Regions from separate parts of the Mus musculus genome. Here region 1 is linked to region 2. Evidence: chromatin contacts called from public Hi-C data. All regions are on one chromosome and are shown on one strand. Each heading gives the region's core, a stretch centred on a gene start, on an enhancer-like site or on the middle of the called end of the contact. The rest is flanking DNA. Distances are from core to core; before and after follow the strand shown.

Region 1 (5,911 bases), core at 2,013-4,512, 750 kb before region 2:
AATACCATCCCAGACAACAACAGTAAGTAAACCAGAGGATGGAAAGATGGCTCAGCAGTTAAGGGCAGCAAGGATGGGGGTTTGGTTCCCAGCACCTGAATGGCATCGAACAACTGTCTATCCCTCCAGCTCCAGGGCGTCTAATACTCTCTTTGGTCTCTGAAGGAATCAGGCATACATGTGGTATACAAGAACACACACAGGCAAAGCACTCAGACACATAAAATATGAATAAATCTTTAAAAACAAAACAAAAAAACTCCAAAAAATAAATCAAAAATTTAAAAAGTTGAGATTCTACCTTGCCCTAGTAAAAATGGCTATTACCAATAATAACAACAATAACAAATGTTGACAAGGATGAGGAAAATCAGTAGGGAAGCATCCTGTACCACTCCCAGTCTTATATCCAAAGGAAAAAGTCAGCACATATAAACACTACCTGCACATCCACATTCAGTGTGGCACACTAGCCAGCCTATGGAATCAGTGTAGGTACCCATACAGGTGAATGGTAAATATACCAGATGTGTAAAAGAGTCTTACCTAGCCATAAAGAATGAACCATGTCAGCTTCAGGAAAATGGATGGAACTAGAGGACACATACAAAACTCTAAGCATGGTATAGATTTTTTTTTTAAACATGTGAGCTGGAATTGAGAAAAGAAAAAGAAAAAAAACTCCTCAAAGTAGATGGAATACAGCAGGGTATGGAAGTGAGGGAGCTTAGGAGGGTGAATATGACCCAACACACAATATATGCATATAGAGAAATCCATTAATAGGTACAATGTGCACTAACAATTATATATTTTTTAAGATGATTATCTGGAAGGCTGAGCAGGAAGACTAAAGGTCAAGGACAGCTGGGAAACTTAGTGAGACTCTGCCTCATAATAAAAGGTAAAAGCAAGGCTGGGGATACACCTTAGAAGATGAGTGTTCCAGTATTTTCAAGGACCTAGATTCAATCCATAGCATAATTGAGCAGAATATGTGCCCAATTCTAAACCTACTTTTCTGACCATCAAGGTAACATTAGGAACTTTTTTTTTTTTTTGTTTTTCTAGACAGGGTTTCTCTGTATAGCTCTGGCTGTCCTGGAACTCACTTTGTAGACCAGGCTAGCCTCGAACTCAGAAATCAGCCTGCCTCTGCCTCCCGAGTGCTGGGATTAAAGGCGTGTGCCACCACGCCCGGCTGGAACTTCTTATGTATCTTTCTATGAAAGCCACTTGTAGCATACAAGTTTAGGAATAGTGAGTATAGTTTATCTTACAATTGCTCATAAAAAGGAAACATAATGCCAGGGAGTAGAGTGTCTAAAATTATAGGTTCCCACACTGAATTTGCTGAGAATTTCTAGTAGCATTCATATTATGAAGGCAGGAACAAATATGACAAAAAACGTGATACCGAGATAAATTTCACTGCAAAAGGGCCTTCTTCTGCATTAGCTTGGAGCCTAATCACCTTCCAGAATGTTTTAGAAGAAAAGCTATGGAAAGTAATGTTTATTCTATCTATACATAAGCTAAGTTTCATTGAATTACCACGAAGTAATTAAAACCTCAATATAGAGAACTATTTACCTTAAATGAATCTCTCACCTTTATCAACAGACATTAATTTACCAGTAGAGTTGTAGTTGGGAAACTGACCTTACTGTTCCATAAATGAGAATATAACCATTGTTCGTGAGTACGTGCCATCACAGTCCTGGAAGTAGACCAGGTTGACCTCAAACTCAGAGATCGACCTGCCTCTGCTGCTACTAATTTTCATACAGATGATTTAATCATGCACAACAGATTTAATCCTGTGGGCTATTACTGTACTTGAGAACCAAAATCCTATGTTTTTTTAGTCAACAGAAAAATCTGCTCTAGGAATACTGACCGCCAAGGCAATCCATATGTGCAGTTGTGTGTGCTCCTGCTTCAGAATGCTGATGACTTCGTCTCCCTCCGGTAACTGATCGAAGTCAAGTTCAATGACCTAAAACACAGAATAAACGTTTCGTTTCCTTTTTAAATTCACAATTTCTCTCTTCTGCGTGTTTTGAATACTCATCAATGCCCATACACAAAGGGTATGTACTCACTTTCAATGGAGTGAACTAATTAATACATGTTCCTATTTAGGAAACACATGGCAAACAGGTTGTAGTCTGGTTTGGTCAAAGCATAGAAAAGCAGGCAAATCCTGTTGGTCGTTCTTCACATCGCTAAAACTATAAAATTCTCAACGACTTGCTTACTCAAAACCAAAATGAAACCTTGTACAACCCATAGGCCAACGAAACACTGATGCCATAGGTCTGAGAGCTTGAGAAACTCTATCCCAGAGGACAGGCAAAGTTGAATACCAACGGTCACTTAAATCACGGAGGCAGTATCGTGGGTCACATACATGCCTAAAATGTGGGCACCAACAATTAGAAGAAAAATATTCTGGAATGTACCCAAGACCACCATATTTTAGAAATGAATTCTACCTCGATCGAAAATAAAAGTGTGTAAAATCTAGTCTGACTGAGGCAACGCTGGAGCTTTATTCGGACAAACCACACGCCATGGATGAAAGTGGGTCGTTGCCATCAGCACACAGGAGCGGCTAAATCTCGGGCCCCTTATCTCGCCCAGAGAGCTGTGTTAATAGTGTGCCTTGACAGACTTTTCTTCCATGGCATTAAGAGCCGTCTCTCAGATACCCAGGGAGATTTAAAAAAATAAACAAATCCCAAGTTGGAGCAGCAGGTAGCCCCTGGGGCACTGACTCCCCTCTGTAAGAGGTGAGGTTTACTCGGCGCTCACACCCCTGCGCCTCGGAAGACAGCCGACTGTCAACAAGGAGCAGGCTGCAGGCGAACTTTCCCGAAGTCCTTGCGGCCAGAAAGGTGACCAGCTGAGTGGTGCCTGGGCCGAGAAGCTCGGCTGCGGCTCTCCCCTCCAAAAACCAAGCGGAGCAAAATCGGCGCTGGGATCGTCCAAGTTCATAGCCCTCCCCCGCTGCACACTCGGCACCCACCTCGTCAGTATCCCGGAGGGGAATCTCGATGGAGCCCCGCGACATGGTGAGCTCTGAAAGCAGGCGCTTCTCACCCCGCCGCTCGGCAGATCGCAGTCCCGGCTTCCAGCCTTACAGAGGTTACCACACCTCACACCCAGCGGAGCTGCCGGAGACCAGCTTCTCCTCTGCTGTCCGCCGCTGAAACAACGAGCTTCAGACCGCGACCGGCCACTTCCGGAGGCCCCGCCCCCTGTCCCGGAAGCACTACCAGTAGGGCGTGTCCCACGCGAGCTCCGCCCGCCTGGCGGCTCTGATGCGTCCTTCTTTGGAAAGACTGATAGTCCTGAGGTTGTTGTTGTGTCAGCCGTAGGTGACCGAGCGCCTTCGGGAACGCGGCATCTGCCGCTAAGGTGTCCAAACTGAGCTCCTCACAGACCCGCGCCGGAGCGGGGAGTGGTGGTGGTGAGGCGAAACCACGCCTCTATGGGCGGGGCCTCTGGTGACGAATTCTATGGGCGGTGCCTTGCCTCTTCGGCCACTTAAGCTTCTTGGGGGATAATTCAATCTTTTATCAGCTTTACAGTCGTTTTGTGTTGTCCCAGCCAGTTTGTGCAAGTCACACTGGTGATGTCGTTGTGACTAGTTTAAATAGACATAATCAGTGAATTCTGAAGTTATGGTAATAATGCACGGATTATTATTTTTATTTGTTGCGTTACATATTTGTATATGGATACATGCGAGCGATGGTGTGGCAAATGGAGGGCAGGGGACATCTTGTGGGAATCAGTTTTCTCCTACTCTGAAGGTCGTAGGGCTCGAACTCAGATAGACAGCGTTGGAGCCAGGCAACTTTTTGCAGACCCTGTTTATTTCTTGAGATATTCTGTATCCCAGGTTGACTTGAAACTCCCGACCTCAGCCTTCTGACTGCTGCAGTTATTGGCATATGCTTGGGCACCTGGCTTATATATATTTCTTAATGTACTTATATTTCTTTAGGAGCACAATGAAAAGGAACTGCTAGGTTTGATTTAAATAAAATCAAAAGAATTCTATTAAACCTAAATAATGAAATTATAGAATTCAAAAACATTTTAGCTCATGATTTCATTATAGAAGAGTATTAAATAGTTTCTTGTGCTTGGAATAAACAAGGGAAGGATCTTAATAAATAAGCGAATAGGCCGGGCAGTGGTGGCATGTACCTTTAATCCCAGCACTTGGGAGGCAGAGGCAGGCTGATTTCTGAGTTTGAGGCCAGTCTGGTCTACAGAGAAACCCTGTCTCGAACCCCCCCCCCCAAATGGGGAATAAAAAGGGTTAGTTTAACTGGGTGTGGTGGCACATGTCTTTAATCTCAACTCTTAGGAGGGAGGAGCAGGAGGAGAGCGCTGAATTTAGGCCATTCTACTCTATACATGGAGTTCCAGGCTAATCTGGGGTTACAGAATAGAGAGATCCTGTCTCAAAACAGAGCCCCCCTCCATCCCTGCTAGCCAGTGTTTTTTAAGATATTCACTGCTCTTTCTCCCAATTTCTTCTGCTGAGCCAAAGCTACTATTATCTCTTTGCCATCTTTTCTTGATTCTTCATCTTCTCTGGCTTCAAGCTCCAACCTAGTTTCAGCTATATTTCACTCGTAGGTATTTATGAAAAATGCCAGTTCATTTATAGTTTTCCTCTTAACTCTCTTAAAACTCTTGAGAAGAAACTAAATTAAATTTATTTATTTATTAAAGATTTATTTATTTATTATATGTAAGTATACTGTAGCTGTCTTCAGACACACCGGAAGAGGACATCAGATATTACAGATGGTTGTGAGCCACCATGTGGTTGCTGGATTTTGAATTCAGTCAGTGCTCTTAAACCGCTGACCATCTCTCCAGCCCCTGAATTCAATTTATGTTGTGACTTAATGGTTGTGTAACTATTTTTACATGTTTGAATAAGTGCTTGCCAAATAAATAAAGTGCTATCTACATATGTAATCTTAAAAAATTTTTTTAGAGAAGGTCTTACTATGTAGCCTGTAACTTACTATGTAGATTAGGTTGGTCTTGAACTCACAGAGATCTGTCTGTCTCTGCCTGTGCAGTGCTGGGTGAGCCACCTATGCCCATCATAATTTAAAGAATGTTAGCAACCACATTAAAATATAAAAGCCAGATTAAATTAATTTTAGTAATATATTTTATCATTTTTCCTATTAGGTCTTGGAAATCCAGCATGTATTTTATATATATATAATTTAGTTGATGAATTTTATTTGGGTCAATATTTAGATTTTCTAATATCTACAATTGGAAGAGGAGTCACATACCTCAGTTTTCCATAATTTCAATTAATTACAATTAAAGTCAATCCTCCACTTGGATAAGCCATATTTCAAATGTCCTCACATGCATTTAATGGATATTGTTTTAGGAAGTACACTGACTTCTGCTTAAATCGTGACAAAGCTTATAACGAATCACACACACACACACAGAGACACACACACACACTTTGTGGTAGGCAGTGGTGATTATTTTACATGACCCAAAGCTTCCCTGGTATGAAAGTCCCTGTCAGACATTTGGTCTCTTGTTTACTGGTAACCAAAGATATCTTGATAATATAGAACTCGATGTTTGGTTAATAGGGGAACTTGATTTAGACTGGGATTTGGAAGATGTGATAATTAATGGGGAATTTAGTATGATTTGGGTGGGTGTGTACTAGAGAGAGGAGCTTCATGAATCCAGAAGGAAGCCATGAGACTGGAGCGTAAGGCATGGGTGCGTGGAGAGTAGGGTGAAGTGAAGATTCCTACTTCAAGCATGCTGATGTTAGCCGCGTAGAACAAAAGCTCATGGTGTTAGTCAGCACTGATGTCCCAAGGTGCAGCAGGAA
Region 2 (6,234 bases), core at 3,707-6,206:
ACATAGAGAAAGGCCCACATTCCTGTGGGTGTATGGCCCTGACAGACTGTTTCTGCTCTAGTAGAAAATGGACAGGGAGGTTGAGTCTAGACTAGGGTTGGAATTTAGTGTCCGCCACAAATGTGCCCACTACCCAAGACCAATGACTTAGAAACCTCAGAAGGGTCAATGAGGCTTAACAGGAATTAACAGCAACTGCCCCCGAGCAGGGGTGATGCAAGGCACCCACCACAGCCAGCACACTCCTTCCAGTTATGAAAACCACAAATGTTTCCAGATACTGCCAAGTGTCCCCTCAGGAACAAGTGTCTGTACTTGAGAGCACTGCACTAGAGAAAGAAGGATGGTTTGACAAACACCTTTCTCTCCCTGCTCTCCTTCATGAGGGAAGACCAGCTTGCCAATACATAGTCAAGCTAGAACAAGGGACCGCTTCATCCACAGTACGAAGTTTTAATCTTGGTGACCATGTAAAACCAAATAGAAAACCACAAGGTTTATTCTAGTCAAAGACATAAAAATAAATAAATAAATTGAGAGAACAGAGACAAGAAGAAAAGACTTCAGAGGTAACAGCAACGATAGAGGTAGGTTCCTGAGCTGACCAAGGCTTCCCACAGCTGTGACTCACACCAAACATGAGGTCACAGCTAACTTCTTGAGGTCTTAACTCCCAAACCCAGTGTTTTCAGGAGTATCCCTAAACCACATCCACATGACTGTATGAAAATGAAGATTAGCAAAAGCACACATGCAGGCAGGCACGCACACACAAGTGCACACACACATACACACACACACTTTACTCCATTTTATTAATGTAACCAGTTTAAAATGTATGAAATTCTGGTATGTTTAATTTTGTTATTGAGTCCACTTTACTAAAAAAATAGAAACCAAAAATCCCATAGAAAACATTTTAATACCTTAGAAAAATTAGCAAAAAAACAAAACAAAAAAAAAACAAGAAGTAGAGCATATTACATTGTATGTGTAGATAAAAATGTTTTAAAATTATAAATATTTTGTTCATTCTCAATATAGTAGATCCCAAAACATTTTCAAATGCTTTTCATTCATAATTCCTGCAAATAATCTCATCTCTCGTTGGAGGAAAGGGCTGATTACAGTGAACACACAGACAGACACTCCCAACGTTTCCTGTAGTTATTACAGAGATGAGGCACGGTCTATAGACACTTAGCTGAAACCACCTTGAGTATCAGGAGAGACCCACAAGTATCAGCGCATTGGCCTAAAGGGGAGTCACACAGTTCACATCTGTGCGGTCTTCTCATCCACTGTCTACAAAGGACTTTCACTTCCCAGCCACAGTGCTACTGAAGCCGGTGAGGCAAGCAGAAACAAACACTACAGACTGCAGACGCCTTCTGCACAGCCCATACAAAGGGAGCATGCAGTATTCAGGCTTGAGACCAGACAAGGAGGGCCGTGGCAGCTGCGGGCCATGCCTCTGGCTGTGCTGTAAGACAGTCCAGGTTTAAGGAGGGAGGTTCTGTCAGCCCGGCCCGGGCGATCCCTTTACCCCAGTCTCCCCTGGACCCCCAGGCCCTTGCTTCCGTCCAGACATTTCACACCGGCCAGTACCTTCTTGGAGTTTCTTTTTCTTTTCTCTCCAAGGACACTGAGGTCTCTAGGAGACATCATCAAGACACAGGGGAGACCCTGGTCCCCTTGGTCTGATTCCCGGCTGCACTGACAAGGAAACATGGTGAGTGAATGGCCAGGTCCAAACCTACACCCAAGTTATCCACTAAGAAGGTTCGTGACACAGTGATACTTTGCACACAAATCTAAACTGTATGAAGGCAACTATAAACATTAAATAAAATTACTTTTATTAAGCAGCCCAAAATCTTAAGAAAAATTGGTAAGACTTCCATTGGCAAATGTTTTCCAGTCATAAAAGGCAGAGATTAATGGAACTCTATCCAGTCCTTATGTAGATGCCAGGACTGCTGGGATCTATCTGTAGACTTGCACATGTCTGGAATGGCCTCCTTCCTGCTCTGAGGCAAGGCTGGACCAGGCCCGTGGGGGTCCCTGCTCTCTACTGAGTCCCACCTCTTCTGTGCCACATGGGTCACCTTCCTGTTTATAATGTAAAGCTTCTTGGCTGTGCATGGAGTTACTGCTGGTTACAGATTCCAACTAGTGTGGTAAGGCTTACTTTCCAACCACTCATCTCCGTCTCAGACCAGATTAGGGCTGAAATCATTCCTCAAACAAGAAGCATACAAACCACAATCTGTGTCATCCTCGGAGGGAAAAGCAGAGAGACATAGTTCTAGTGAAAGCCACAAGGCTGGCCATCATCCTGTGACACTTTACATCTTACCAGTCCACATTCTGTCAGCTTCCACTGTGCCCATGTAACCCCCCAAACTATCCAATCACCATTGATTTCAACAGACTAGCAGCTGGGGACAGAACACCCAAAGAACTAAGTTGAGCCGCTGGGCCAGGATAAGTCTTGCTTTGAGGTGAGGAGAAAGAAAATGCAAACGAAGCATGCCATGTGTGTGGTGGTCAGGGAGGGAAGTATCTTAGCTGAAGCTGGGAAGAGTCACCAACCAGATTCCATCCACAAGGGCAGTGACTAGTGACTTGTCCATCAGAGCACCAACAGCGGAGGCTTGCCATGACACCTGACTCAAAGAGGCCAACAGACCAGGCAATCGGCCAAGGGAATGCGCTGCCGGAGGGGAGGAGACAGCTGACCTCCCATCCAAGGCGGGGCTGAGACCAGGGGCTGCAAGGGCTGCAGAAGACAACAGTGAGGTGGCTCCAGCCACACCTGTGCCTATGTTCTCGCCAGGAGAGCTGAGACATCTCTAGAAGGTAAACATGGCGTCCTCAGCACAGGACCCTGCTGGAGCCCTGAGGGGAGACTTAGAAGCAGCAAAGCCAATGTTCTTGTCCCAGGTATGAAGCTCTTGACTCCTCACTGATGTGACTGACTGGGTGACCGCTGGGACGGCCGTCACTCTGTGGTCTTCTTCTCTTTCCAGCTCTTCTCTCTCTCCTCGAGCTCTGCCTGGGTGAACGCTGCGGGTCCCCAGTTGGTGATCAGATGAGGGTTCTTGGAACCTAAGCGACAAGCGTGCTTTCAATGCAGGAAGGCTGGCTCTCTCCGCACCTGTCATCGCATCAGGGGGACAACACTCCTACTTCTCTGAGGAATACCCAAAAAGGTCCGCCAGCCAAAAGAGCAGCAACTATGCACGCAGGGAGGTTACCCAGGAGCACTTACTAAGGAGGACAAGCTTAAGAGAATCCACAGGAGCATCATGGCTTCAGCGGGCTCTCTGCTCCCATCTCCCTGTAGGAACCCTGGGATTGCAAATGTACATTCCCCCATCCAGGCATTGGTAAGGGTTCCAAGGACTTGAACTTAAGTCGTCAGGCCTACATAGTGCCTTAACCCTTGAGCCATCTCAAGGATGAGCTCACACTTCAGACCCCAAGTGCTAGCAGTACAGGTAGCTGCTCCTATGCCCAGTTTTATGTGGTGCTATGTATAGAAGCAAGAGCTTTGTGCCCCTAAGAAAGTTACTGTTGTTTGTTCACATAAATTAAACTGCATAAATGCAACAGAAAATAAGTTAAAATAGATAATTATACATATATATATATATATATATATATAAATATTACCTGGTTCTATCAATCGTATTAATCCCTCATGATGGGCCACTTTGTCCTTCCAGCTCTTGGTCATATGTGTTGCCATCTCTAGCTTCTTTTTAACTCCCTAGGACAAAAGTGGCAGATTAAGATCTAAGTAGCGTGGACTGGCACCTACTGTACACCCGTGGACTCCCTCATTAAATGACCAGGGTCACTGTAAGGAGGAAGAGCTATCGTTATCTACTGCACACTAGCAAAAACTCAGGCTCAGAGAGCTAAGCATCTGCCCAAGGTGGAGGAAGCAGGGTGGAGGCCAAGCCTTGTGACTCCAAGGCTCATCTCACCTCATGCATGTGACAGTAGGCCCCTCTGTGTCAGCTTTCTGCCTCTGCCCCACACCTGCCCTTCCTGGCCTGTCTTGTTGCTAGCTCAGCTCTCTCACAATAACTGTCAGTCTTAGCTTCAATAGGAATAGGTTCTGAAGGACATGAAAAGGAAGGGCTGGTCTGCTGGCACACAGTCAGGACAACCATGGCCACGGTGTCCTTGAATGAGTGGCCCTAGTAGGTTCATATGTTTGAATACTTGGTTCCCAGTCAGTGGAGCTGTTTGGGAAGGATTAGGAGAGTGGCTTTGTTGGAGGAGCTATGTCACTGGGCTAGACTCTGAGGTTCCAAAAGAGCCATTCCAGTGTTTCTCTGCCTCATGCTTTCAGAAGACGTGGGTGCTCAGCTGTCCTTGCCTTTGTCTTCATTCCCCCATCATGGACTCTAACCACTGAAACCGTAAGTCCAATTGAATACTATTTTATAAGTTGCCTTGGTCACAGTGTTTTCTCACAGCAACAGTAACTAAGACATTGGTGTTGAGGACGTAGCTTCTCGGTGACTTCCTCTGGTCTCGAATGTCAGCACCTCTCTGCCACCATGGGCCCCTCCAATAAGGTCTGAGTGAGGGGCTGGGAGTAAGTGACCTCCCTAGGTGCTCACCCTCAGGGTGGGGCAATGGGTACTGCCTACACCTGCATGCTATCCCTGTGTCCTTGGAGTCAATTCTGCAGCGTGGGGACCCTCTGTCACAGCATGTAACTGTACTTCCTCATCACACTCCTGCATGGTCCCTGAGTGGACAGACACCTCTGTAGAAAACAAAATAAAACTGCTTCTTTCTTCTCTTTGCTAAGCAAGATTCCGCCAAGTGAGTGCTGGAGTCTGTTTACATTGGTTTGTGCAGTGTTAGGTGCAGAGCCCCACCCCCACCCCAGCTGATCTCAGGTGCCAGTTACAGGTGTGTCAGGGCTAAGTCCAGCCACCTCATACTGCTCCAGGGCCTGCTTCCGCTCCAACTCCAACTGTTCCAGCTGTGCCATGGCCTCCTGCAATGCCTGCTCCTTCATGACACGCTGCTGTTCCAGCTCCTGCTTCTCCGCCTCTGTTGTCTGAATGGCCTGCTGCTGCTCCAGGTGCCACTTTTCCAGCTCTGCCCTCTTAGAAGACTCTTCCTCCAGCAACCTGTAACACAGAGGACACTCGGGGTCACACCCTGCTGGGGACCCTGGCCAAGATGGACAAGCATTTCAGAGACGAGCATCTCAGTCATCCGAGGCCTCCCATCTTAAAGGAGACTGGGAGCCAAGGAGTGTCTATCACAAAGCCTGAGAGCAGCCCGCATGTCCTGCTCCAAGTGTCCTCAATCTTACATGAAGGAAAACGAAAACTAGCATTTAGACAGTGGCAAGTGTATGTTAAGAACAGCGTCAAGTGTGTTTTCTCCGCTGCTTTGCAGAGTGCACATATGTTCAATTAGTAGTCACATCTGAGATGAAGAAGTAAGGCCAAGGAGCCAAGCTCTGCAACCTGCCTAGTTGCTACAACACTGAAACATTTATTCATCTAATAAAGACCTATTACCAACAAAACAATCCTGGAGGTACCGGTCCCTCGTCACAGATGAAGGAATGTGTCCACAAGTGTACCGCAGAGGACACAATGGACTTCAATGCAGGTGTTTGACGCCAAAGTGCTAGTCGCAAGAACAAGCTGGCTTGGATTAGTCAACTACATTTGTGTTTAAATAAATAAACCAATACACCGCCCAAGCCTGCACTACGCAGACAGTGTAGCCAAACGCCAACAGTGTCAAGGCACAAGTCTAACAAGGAGCCACAGAGTCAAGTCATCTGGCAGGGCAACCACTGTCACCTGCAGCATCTGCTCTCTACAGCAGCAGCAAGGAAAGAGGCAAGGACCACACCACCCCTTCCAGATCCCAAATCCCCCTAGAGGCACACTTGAGCTCCTTGGAAGTCTCCAGAATACAGTGTCTACCACTGAGCGCAGCACCGCAGACAGCCCTGACATGCACTCCCCGTTCATAGCTATCCATTACGCATCTGTGTTCTTTGCCAATGCTCTTCTATGGTCAGTGAGAGTGCTGAAGTACAGAGGAAGGGCAAGCTTTCAGAGGGCTAGGCTGCTTCATGCAGCTAGAGAATAGCACAGTGGGGTCTTGTGGGAGGTGAAGCCCCATCTCCCAGTACAGACTCCACCATACAGACCTTGCCACCTGCCCTTGGCAGCAGAG

The links. Hi-C and Micro-C count contacts between places; a contact is called where the count stands out from the background.
Region 1: a contact with region 2 is called in a Hi-C map of uterus. The contact joins the promoter of Ctr9 here to the enhancer-like site in region 2. A contact is called at or near these places in 4 of 39 promoter capture datasets (the C10 cell line, embryonic stem cells, hippocampal neurons and 1 more), 3 of 15 datasets of contacts at CTCF or cohesin (embryonic stem cells, large pre-B cells and stem cell-derived epiblast-like cells), 32 of 484 Hi-C or Micro-C datasets (the AtT-20 cell line, B cells, the C3H10T1/2 cell line and 22 more), 7 of 115 datasets of contacts at active chromatin or transcription factors (the NIH/3T3 cell line, astrocytes, embryonic forebrain and 4 more) and 2 of 9 other capture datasets (embryonic stem cells and liver).

The regions. Positions count from the first base shown.
Region 1 is chr7:111,026,302-111,032,212 of GRCm38.p6, reverse strand. It overlaps Ctr9 (CTR9 homolog, Paf1/RNA polymerase II complex component), which reads right to left and starts at 3,262. Exons shown (of 25, transcript NM_009431.2): 1 at 3,032-3,262; 2 at 1,901-1,999. The coding sequence starts at 3,076.
Region 2 is chr7:110,278,108-110,284,341 of GRCm38.p6, reverse strand. It overlaps Swap70 (SWA-70 protein), which reads right to left. Exons shown (of 12, transcript NM_009302.3): 10 at 4,964-5,162; 11 at 3,679-3,775; 12 at 836-3,111. The coding sequence ends at 3,005. Among named protein-coding and RNA genes, the nearest start is that of Gm32861, 7.2 kb to the left of the region's middle. Within about 2 kb of position 4,956, at least 27 of the 459 cell types and tissues checked have an H3K27ac peak or open chromatin away from gene starts, as enhancers often do. A contact at or near this core is called in stem cell-derived neural stem cells and uterus, where this site is marked.